Regions from separate parts of the Mus musculus genome. Here region 2 is linked to region 1. The links are chromatin contacts, called in public Hi-C maps. All regions are on one chromosome and are shown on one strand. Each heading gives the region's core, a stretch centred on a gene start, on an enhancer-like site or on the middle of the called end of the contact. The rest is flanking DNA. Distances are from core to core; before and after follow the strand shown.

Region 1 (5,562 bases), core at 2,976-5,475:
CACACCCAAACCCGCATAGTCAGGACTAGTGGGACTCGGTGGGTTAAAAACAAAGTGATAATTTAAATATATGCCATTCTAGGAAATAGAGAGAACAAAACTGGAAAGGATAAGGACGGGGAATCAACTGGAAGCACGCACAAGGAGGCGACAGGGGACACAGCATATGTTTATCACTGCAACCACGGCAAGGGTTTCATGGCTGGCATCTGTATGTCCACTGTTATCAAATTGTACACTACAAAATGCAGAGTTTAATAAACACCAGTGGTGCCTCATGATGCTGATAAAAACTATATGGAATGGTAGAGGCAGAGCTTGGGCTGGCCTCTGGTCTGCAGTAAGAGGCTGTGAGGTAGTGGCCATTACAGTTGGGGTGACGATGGGGATGGTGAGGATGCTGAGGGTGAGGATGCTGATGGTGAGGATGCTGATGGTGATGAGGGCTGTGGCAGCATCCATCCTTCACCCACTGTTGCTGCTGGGGAGGACTGCCCCTTAGCTATGTCCCTGGAATAGCCACATACCTTTCCCCATCACCCATTGATCATCTAAGGTCAGCCTGGTTGTCATCGCCTCAACACCCACACAGTTGCTCCCTTCTCTGGCAACCACTGCCCTCCATTGGGAAAAAAAAAAACCCAAACACTAACCAGGCCCCTTCAGTGCACACCAGCCGTGAGCCTTAGGTTCAGACAGGTGTGAACCGATGTTTGCTTATGCTTTCTAACCTGGACCAGCCTCGGTTCCCTGTCCATACACAGGGGCTATTGATGAGTGGTACCGTGGGCTCATGTGCAGGAGGAAGTGTAGGCAAGGTAGGGAAGTACAGTGCACATTGACTCAACACGTCGTTCTTCCATGCCTGTGTCCTGTCTCCTGTGCACAGAATCTTGGCGGGGTGGGGGTAGGGTATGTGTCTCAATAAAGTCCACTCTTTTTCCTGAACTCTGCTTAGAACAAGGCATGGAATGAGGGTGTGCCAGACACCGTTGCCAATAACCTTTGCTCCCAAGCCAGCCTAAAACAAAGCCACCTGCGGGGAAAATTAGCCTGATTCTCCATGCTAGGCTTCCAAACTTGACAGATCCATCAGTGTGCCAAAGGCAACTGGGAACTGGAGGCAGGGTCCCAGTGTGAGGGCACAGAAAGTACGTTCCGTACCCAGAAAAGAATAGATGAGTATTTGTTCTGTGGCAGCTTGCTCCCTGGAGAAAAAAATAAGGGGGCGGGAAGTTCTGAAGAGCTTATGTCAAGCTCTGCTCCTTCGTTTGTATGGAACCTAATTCTTTCTCATCTGTCAACAGTGTGAATCCAGCAGAGGGCAGACAGGCTGAGGGACCATAGTAACAGAGCTCGCAGTGTGAACAGAAATACTAGAAGTGGAAAGGAAACATTGTATCCAAACTGAATTCCACTCTAGGCTTTGACGAGCCTCTGACTGAGAGCTCGCCTTTGCGAGCAGTGTCCTCAACCTGCTATCTGAGCACAGAGAAAAACTGAATGAAAAGACACCCACAGTTGAGCCAGCCGTCAGCACCGACAGCAGCAGGCCCTAAAGTGACAGCCCTCTCTGACGCACCTGTCAAAGCTCCTACAGAATGACAGACTGAGCACACCTCAGCCAGCTCCTAACCACCGAAAGGCCAGCTGTTGCTTCTGGATCCATACTGAACAAGAGGGAGTCTCTTCCATGTCCACCACCCCAGTGGCTTGGTTTATGACTTTGAACACTCTCAACTACTTCCCCTTCTGAGAGAATTCCCTCAACTTGTTCATGACCTTGAAGTATCTCATGGAAAACAAAAGTTTTTTTTTTTTTTTTTTTTTTTAATGCCTTAAACCAGGGATGGCTCAGGAAGTCAGGGGTCTGAGCCTGCCTGGCTATGGCAGAAACACAGATCTCCCACCACAAGGAGCACACTCTGTGTCCAGGATGGCAGTCTGTGGTCAGCACAAGCCTCAAGCTATTTGTCCATATTAATTACTGGCAAGCCAGGATTTCTAAACCTGTGTCTTCACCTTTCTGGTTTGGATTGGGATTCAGGATTCAGGAGTTTAATTTCTTCCGGCTACAGCTCAGCTTTATCAGAAGAGATTCAGGCACTGGCCCCAACCAGGCAGGCCCACTGCAAGCTTTGACTGGAAGTCTCTGAACTAATGATAGTAACGTTGTCCCTGTCATGAATAAAGCAAGATCCTTCGCCTAGCCTGCCTCTGACTAAAAGTAAAACGAAGACAAGTACTCATTCCTATTAGTGCCAAAGTTAAGGAGATAAATCCTGTCATAAGAAAACACAGTCACTCTGCAGCACGGGATGCAAGTGTGAATGGAGATTCCATGTCAATCACTGTCGGGGTTTCTCTTCTGCTTCTTTAATACAACGCTTTGACCAACATCATCTCAGAGAAGAAAGGGCTTTTCACCTCACACTTCTGGAAGGTGGAGAGAGGATTCGGGAACATGGGAACTGAAGCAGAGAGCGTGGAGGAATACTGCTATCACACTGCTCTCCAGCTCATATCCAGCTACCTTTCTTAAGCATCCCATAGGGTTGTCATCACCAGCCTAGGGGATGATACCACCCAAAGTGGGATGAGCCTTCTTTCATCAATTAGGAATCACTAAAGTGACCCCAGACATGCCTACAGGCCAATCTGATAGAAGCAATTCTTCAACTAGGTTCTCTCTTCCCAGGTATGTCAATCTGACAGAGCCCAGATGAGCCACCACAACTGCCTTGGGCATGACTTCAGAGCTCTCTGCACAAAAACACTGCCGTTCAGAAGTTGTAGTTATTTCAGCTGCATTTTGGGTGGTAAGCTTTGCATGCCCCAGTGCAATTGTGAATTGAGTCATTTGTAGGTGACTTGGGGACAGAAATCATTTTTCAGATTTCAAGGGTAGGTCATTTAAATCCAGCTCATCATGTTTGGGGACCTCCATTATTTTCCTTACGGCCACAGTCTTACTGTCCACCATTCTATAGTCAAGTCCTCCCATGGCTAGGGATGGAATTCCTATGTGATCTCAAATGTAGATCCCAGGGGGATAGAACTACTCTCTTCCTTTAGTTACTACTTACATGTGTGCAAATCTTTCCTTAAGCCTGCCATGACTCTGTCCACCCAGAGAAAATGGATGCTAATAGTAGCCATGGCCATAGCACTGTACAAGCCCTTCATTCTTCTCTGAACATTGCCATGAAGACATTCTTGCTCATTCTTAGATGGCATCAGTGTCTAGCCCTGAGATCCTCTCTGCAGGACAGCTTTTGTAGCAGCCTGATGTGGTGATAATTTTCAGGGAACCTCCCTTCAGTCCCCATGCCCTTGGCCATGGACCTTGGCAGGGCCCTCTCACTCTGGCTAGGTCTCAGCCTTCTTTATGGCACCCTAACACTGCGCTCAGCTCTGAGTGTACTTTGACTTGTAGATCTGAGCGAATGCAATGTAAGCTACGGTCCTTCTGCACCCGTTCATGCACATTTCTCCACTAGGCCTCTAAAATGTATCACGGTCACTGGATGAGGCCAGTTTTGATCACCTGAAAATCATAGTGCCTTCAGATAGATGAACAAATGTGGAACAGATGAGCAGAGCCAATTAGTGAAACTGCAGTTGACCCTGGAATTACAGGATGCTCTGAGCCCTTGAAGTTCAAGCAACATAAGCCCACACTCCTGGGCTAACCAAATGTTATGGCCATATGCTAGTGATGCTTCACAATGGCATGGCACAGTCCACAAACCTGCCAGGACTGAGTCCAGAAGGAAGCAGCTGAGGAGTCCTTTGCCTGTGCCTACCAAGCACGCTTTGATTAAGCCTCAGGTTGTAAAGAAAGTGCTAAGGAACACTTGTGGCCCCATCCAAATGGCTGACCCGGAGGTCAAGTATACTATGACCGCAATCCAAGAGGAATCGAAGCTTCATGATTTTCTTGAACATAAAAAATTATCCAATTCCACAAACAGACACAATTACTAGCCTCAGAGACAACGCTCAACTTGACACCAATTCACTCCAAATGGATGGCTTGTCTCCTCTCTGTCACCCAGAGCAATTTTACCATCACAAGCTTGCTTTTGAAACATGAAATCTTGGGAGAATTACAACTTTCTCTGTAGCTTTGATGTTTTTTTCCCCTTTTTGCAGAGAGCTATTTTAAATACCCCCCCCCCCAAACATGTGTGGGAGTGCCAATCGGCCACATTTAATTGGCCAGATTGCTAGCCTCAGAGATGCAGCGCTCTTCAGAAAATTAAACATAGCCATGATTGTTACTTTGCTCTGTTATTGTGGCTACAGAATGGCAAACCAATCTGTTGGAACTGAAGAAATCCAGCCACTCAATTATCAGTCAGGTTTACATAGCTAAATACCCCCAAACAGGTTTTGATTTTGTTTTTGTTTTTGTTTTTTCACTTAGCAGAGGTGAAATTTGAAGCTATTGCTAGCTGGCCACAGTGCATGGCCAGGATCCAAGGTCTCCCTTGATGCTTGTCAGTTTCTTGGGCAAGGGTTAATGCTGTAAAGACAGACTGACCATCCATCACATACTCATATATTCACTTGGCCTCACATGTTTATCAAACATCTCTGTGGGGTGCTTCAGAGAAAGAGAGTGTAGAAACAAAGTGTCCCACAACTAAGAAGTCAGTGAGACTGGAGAGGATGCCAGGAACAATCAGAACATCCTCCTGGTCCCCATTGGGGACATTTGTCAATATATCTAGATACTTTTGATATCTGATAGGTTAGGTACTCCTGGAATCTAGTGATCATAGGTTAGGTGTACTGTTACATCATCTATAAGAACATGGCAACTGCCACAACAGAGGATTATCTGGTCTTGGCTATGAGTTGTATAAATGCTGAAATCCCAAATATTGAATTCATTTCTTTAAGAGCAAAGACTCCTACCCATTGGTTCTGTCTTACCCATTCCTGATTTCTGCTTCAGTACAGAACAGAGCACAGGCAGGAAGGTATCCTATAAATGATGGATGCATGGATGGATGGATGGATGGATGGATGGATGGATGGATGGATGGATAGATGGATGGATGGGTAGATAAATGAGTGAGTAGGTAGATGGATGGATGGACAAATAGGTAGGTAAGTAGATGGGTATGTGAGTGGATGATGGATGGGTGGATGGATGGATGGATAGATAGACAGATGGATGGACGGACGGATGGATGGATGGGTGGGTTAATGGGTATATAAATGGGTGAGTGGGTTGATGGATGGACGGATGAATAGATATGTGGGTAAATAGATAGGTACATGAGTGGATGGATGGATATGGATAGATGGGTGGGTGGATGGGTGGATGTATGGACAGATCAGTAGATGAATGAGTGGTGAATGATAGATGAATGGATGGATGAGTGACTAGATTGGTGGATGGGTAAGTGGATGAGTAGAAAGGTGGGGGTATGCATGGGTAGGTAAATGAGTAAATGAGTGGGTGAGTGCATGAATGAGTAAATGGTGGGTGAGTGCATCTATAAATTTGTGAATGAATGGATAAAGAGGTATGTGAGTGGGTGGATGGAC
Region 2 (5,122 bases), core at 644-3,143, 120 kb before region 1:
AGAGCCCTGGAGAGGTGGGGAGCTGCTTCCAAAGCAACGATGGGATCCATAGCAGGGCCCTAGAGAATCAGCTAGAAAACCTCTAATAGAAAAGAGCAACAACTGTGTGTGCCCCAGGACTGTGTGTCCACTGACAGAGATGTCAGAACTCAGGACAGGAGAGCCTGCCCAGCAGAAAGCATCTTACTACTCTGTCACCCAGGGTCCTGGCAGGGTCACACACTCACACACACACCCTTGGGTCATTTCTATGGTCATTGCATTTCTGGGGTGCCAGCTCCTCTCCAGCAGCCATCTCCCCTTAGAAGGCTTCCTACCGAACCCTGACTTCATCTCCAGTTTCCCACTTCATGTACAACCCCGTGCCTCTTCCACTGGAACCCAAGAATCCTGCCCAGAAAACTCAACACCCATGCCTCAGGCATTCCCGCACCCCCCCCCCCCATTCTCTCTGCATGGCCCTGCACTTCTGCAACTACCCACTTGTAGACTGCCAGTTCTAGTTCCCAGAGGCTGCCTAAAAGGACAAGGAGGGACCGAGCCAGTATGCCAGCATGCTTCCTGGAGCTTCAGTCCTTAGAGGAGGACTGGGCGTGCCTCCTCAGCCTCCAGTGCCTCTGGCCTGTCCCCTAAGTGTTGCTTTCCTACACCCAAACTTCCAGGGATCTCCGAGCTTCAGCCGGGCTGAGGAGAGCCCCAACATGCCTCTCCTGCTCTCCCAACCTTGCCCTGGCACCGCAAGGATCTGGAGGGTTATCTGCCAGGCAGCTGCAGCCTGGTGAGGAGGCTTGAACTTTTCCTTGTGCTCAGCGCCACCCGCCCGCCCGGGGAAGACAACAGAGGCTGCAGCCTGGGCTCGGGCAGGAGCTCCAGCTGTCTGGACAATGGGGGCCCAAGGGGCTGGGGGTAGTGGGCCTGCGCTATGCAGAGGAGACCGGGGATCGTGCTCAGGCCCCTTTCAGCCCGGAGCTGGAGAGCCGGAAGACCCCAAAGCCGGAGCGGCGGGCGCCTTGCTTTGAAAGACAGCAGCAGCCGGGCTGCGGAGATCCGCTGGCGGGAGGCGCCTTGCAGCTCGCCAGCCGAGCTGGGCGAAGAGAGGACGAGCGCCCCGGGAAGTCAGTGATGCCAGCTCCGGCCTCTCCCAGCCCGGCTGCCGGCTGAACCGAATGGCTCTTCCCGCCCCCCCTCCTCCCGGCTAAGGCACTGGGCTACGGGGCAAGCACAATCCCTAGGAGTCGCCTCGAAAGGAGTGTGTATCCGATGCACGAACCTCGGGAGGAGGCGAACCAAAGTTACCCTACTTGATGTCAGCCAGGATGTCGCTTTGCTTGCAAAAAGGCTCTGTCTTCCCTAGAATGAGCTTACACGCGCACACACACACACACACACACACACACACACACACACACACTAGCCGGCAAGAGGAGCCAGGCTCCTCTAGGATCGGAGCTGAGGGTGACCTCGCATCTGAGCTAGCCGGGTATATCTGCACGGCGGCTAGCAGAAGCCCCGCGTCCCTCCGATTGCTTCTGGCCATCACCAAGCAGGGCGATCTGAATGCAGAAAGCTGGTGGGAGCGCGCTGACTGCGGCTCACATTCCCTACCTGGGACAGCAGGACGCACAGGGTGAGCGGAGTTCTCGGCTGCATCTTGCCCGACTAGAAGAAGCGCCTGGCGGCGTTTGCATTCACACACGCGGCTGCACTGAGCATATTTTCCGTGGGAGCCAGCCTTTGAGGAGAGGCTCTGCCTCGCCAGCCAGCCAACTTCCCAAATAGATCAGCGGCAGCATCGCGAAAGCATTGGGTAGCGGCTGATGACCAGGACCAATGGCTTTACAAGACGGATTCCTTCATAACGCTCCCTCGTTTTGCATGGCAGATAGGGGCGAGCACCTCGCAGGGAGAGCCCCCTCCGAGCAAGGAGGCGGCACGTTGGCTTTTTTTTTTTTTTTTTTTTTGACTCCTGGTGCCCAGCCTCACAAATCAGGCTGGGCAATGCCAACTGATTCCACTTTCCCTAGGAACTGGAATTGCACCCGGGACCGGCAGCCACTTCTAACACATTGCGAAAAAAGATTCTCTTTATTAAAATGTTAATAAGATCCACTTTATTCCCAATAAATCACATAAAATGACCCCCGCAGCCGCAGCCCTCTATGCCCTAAGAGTCTTGCTGGTAGATTTCTTTGGCTTTGTTTTTCGTTCGCCCTCTCCCCCTCACCCCCCCCCCGCCCCCATCGGCCCCCAAAGTGGCTCAGCCACCGGTGGTGTTTGGTGTTTTTCTGCCATCACCACAAATCACAGAGTGGACAGATCAATTCTAGCTTGCAGGAAAAATCCATCAAGGAGCAATAGATTTTATTAACTGCTCAGGTGAGGGTGGGACTGGCCGACACTCCACAAGCGTGAACCAAAGCCAGAGTGAGTCATGGCTTGAGAAAATTCTGTTTTTCCCCCTTTGGATGTGACCTTTCAGAGTCCCTGAGCTATTCCCAAGGGCTCGAAACAGTGCTAGCCATGGCTCAAGGAGTCCTAGAGTTGGGGAGTGTTGGAGATTAGAGAAACAGGGACACATAAGGCGGTTCTTCCCTCGAAGAGATCTAAAGCTAAGGCAGGAAAGTCCTTATTTTCGTGCAGCTTTCTTCCTGAGAGGACTTATGGGTTTTACAATAAAAGGCATTTATCCATCTGAGATAGAAAACTTGGACCGCAAAAAAAGTTTATAAAACTAAAACGCTAACTTCCAACTACAACCGAGTTGCTGTGATTTGGACAAATGAGCTTCCTAGTAGCCAAAGCAATATGAAAAAGAAAATGAATGCCATTTTTGTTGTAGAAAATGTGTATAAGTAGCCGGGCAGTGGTGGCGCATGCCTTTAATCCCAGCACTTGGGAGGCAGAGGCAGGCAGATTTTTGAGTTCCAGGCCAGCCTGGTCTACAGAGTGAGTTCCAGGACCGCCATGACTACACAGAGAAACCCTGACTCAAAAAAACCAAACCAAACCAAACCAAACAAAACAAAAACAAAAACAAAAAAACAAAAAAAAAAAATATATAAATGAAAAAAAAGAAAGAAAGTAAAGAAAATGTGTATAAGTTACATTCAATACTGGTATCAATATATCACGTGGCATCTGTCACAGCGAGACACTGAGCAATAGGCCAGTGGGTTTGGGAAATATTTCAACTGCCAGCACAGGGCCTGGGATGATGAGACAGTGATTGGTATGTATCAAAGAGCAGATAGCTAAGTCAATCAAGAACTAGCAGACGGTAAGGAGGACCCTAGAGTCTGGAACTGAACTAGCCTGCTGACACCCCAGCTCTTTATTCAGAGCAAGTTGCCCAGACTTTGAGTCTCCATTTGTCTCCTGGCTAAAACTCCTAAGGTCACACTGCGGATTCAGCGGCACCTCGTTGAATGAGCACCTCACCCACTCAAACTGACATGCTTTCTAAAATTCCTCCCTTGTCTGCGCCTTGGCCATAAGGTCACTGCATGTGATTCTCCCCCACCCCCACCCCCCAAGGGCCTTCGTGACAATGCTTTCATGTCTGGTGCTTGGTTGTTTTAGCCAACTACACACATTACAGATAGCAATGCCATCCGGAGAGCCCACAGACGATATTGAGGAAACCACTGCCTCATCCGTTCTCATCTGATCGCCTAAATAGCGCCACCTGCCCTGAGAATTTCATAAACATGTCCTGTAGTAGATGGCATTCCATAAAGAGGACAGTGTGAGAGCCATGTGTACAGAAATCCGTCCCCCACATTGCTGCTCAGAGATAGCAGACAAGCTTGGAGTCTACAGAGATCCAAATAAGGATATCTGAAATCTCTCTATTAGTCTCTATTCCAGGAAAACCGTCATCTGGTCAACCAGAGGCCAGCTACCCTGAGACCAGAGGTTAGCAAATATAGACAAGGAGACAGGAAGAGGGGACAGCTCAGCTCAGAGGATGGGTAATCAAGGTAACAGTGCACTGGTAGAATCGAAAGGTCTTCCCTTATCTTCATAACAACAGCCTTGCCCAGGGAGGCCACTCATTGAGTAGGGAGGGTCCTAGATACCCTTAACGACAGTTGGTGTCCTGCCTTTATACTTTGGTCAGCCTTCATGCGCTCTCCCCAATCCATCATCCTTAGTGTCTCTCGCAAAATGTACCTAGGCTTCTGCCTTCTAAGTAAATGTCAGGGCTAGACTTGTTTCCAATTGGGGTGTAGCACGTGACCAGATCTAGCCAAGGAGCTGTGATTGAGAGTGACATGTGTCACTGCAAGGCTGGGGTGTTTGTTTCATGGCCACTGTCAGACAGGCTGGTTTGTTTCCCTGGTAATAGGGATCAGAAGCATTTGTGCAAAGTGCCTTTACTGGGGAGTATTCGCAGGTAAGCATCTGCAGGAAGACAGTGTAGAAACAGATGTGAAGAAAGTGTAGTCACAACAGAGGCCCTGACCATCCCAGAGCCCCCAGCTTAGAACAGCCCTTCAGACTTTACCCTGGTGGTGTTAGAGTTTTACTGGTTTTTGTTTGTTTGTTTTGTTTTTAGATTTATTTATTTTATGTATATGAGTACACTGTCACTATCTTCAGACACACCAGAAGGGGGCATCGGATCCCATTATAAATCCCCAGGTCTATGGGTTTGTTTTAGGTTTTGGTTTTTTTGTTTTGTTTTTTGAACTAATTAAGCCATTAGTTAGATTTATGCCTCCCACCACCACCACCCCCAAGTCATGAGTGAGATGATTTGGCTTGGCCAAGAGCAGTTCTCTAGTCTGATCTCAAATCCATCACACACATGCATAGCTGAGGTGATGGCCTAAGACACAGATGGCCCTACAGGTTTGATGGTTTCAGCAAAGACAGGTGCAGCTTGTGAATTGGAATCTTGACCATCCCACGCTAGCATCCCTGGGTTTCTGTTCTGGGAGCTTCGGCTCTCCAGAAGGAAAGCTCCAGTTGGGTTTTGACTCTAAGGATGTCTGTTCCTCACTATTTCCTTGCCTCTTCTTCTACAAACTCACCAATGCTTGGAAGAGTTGTGTTCTCAAGTCTTGAGGTATTCCTAAAAACACTTGGGGGACTCTGGCTCTCTAAGCTTAAAATGGTC

Evidence for each region. Hi-C and Micro-C count contacts between places; a contact is called where the count stands out from the background.
Region 2: a Hi-C map of cortical neurons shows a contact between it and region 1, with 2.2 times the contacts expected there. The contact joins the promoter of Cdh13 here to the enhancer-like site in region 1. A contact is called at or near these places in 5 of 39 promoter capture datasets (the 3T3-L1 cell line, 3T3-L1-derived adipocytes, cranial neural crest and 1 more), 12 of 484 Hi-C or Micro-C datasets (the HL-1 cell line, cerebral cortex, cortical neurons and 7 more) and 1 of 115 datasets of contacts at active chromatin or transcription factors (neural progenitor cells).

The regions. Positions count from the first base shown.
Region 1 is chr8:118,164,889-118,170,450 of GRCm38.p6, reverse strand. It overlaps a transcript of Cdh13 not described here. Among named protein-coding and RNA genes, the nearest start is that of Gm25200, 47 kb to the right of the region's middle. Within about 2 kb of position 4,225, at least 5 of the 459 cell types and tissues checked have an H3K27ac peak or open chromatin away from gene starts, as enhancers often do. A contact at or near this core is called in cortical neurons, where this site is marked.
Region 2 is chr8:118,280,382-118,285,503 of GRCm38.p6, reverse strand. Cdh13 (cadherin 13) reads right to left here and starts at 1,893. Exons shown (of 14, transcript NM_019707.5): 1 at 1,606-1,893. The coding sequence starts at 1,650. The region is part of intron 2 of Gm51555 (a long non-coding RNA gene); the gene reads left to right.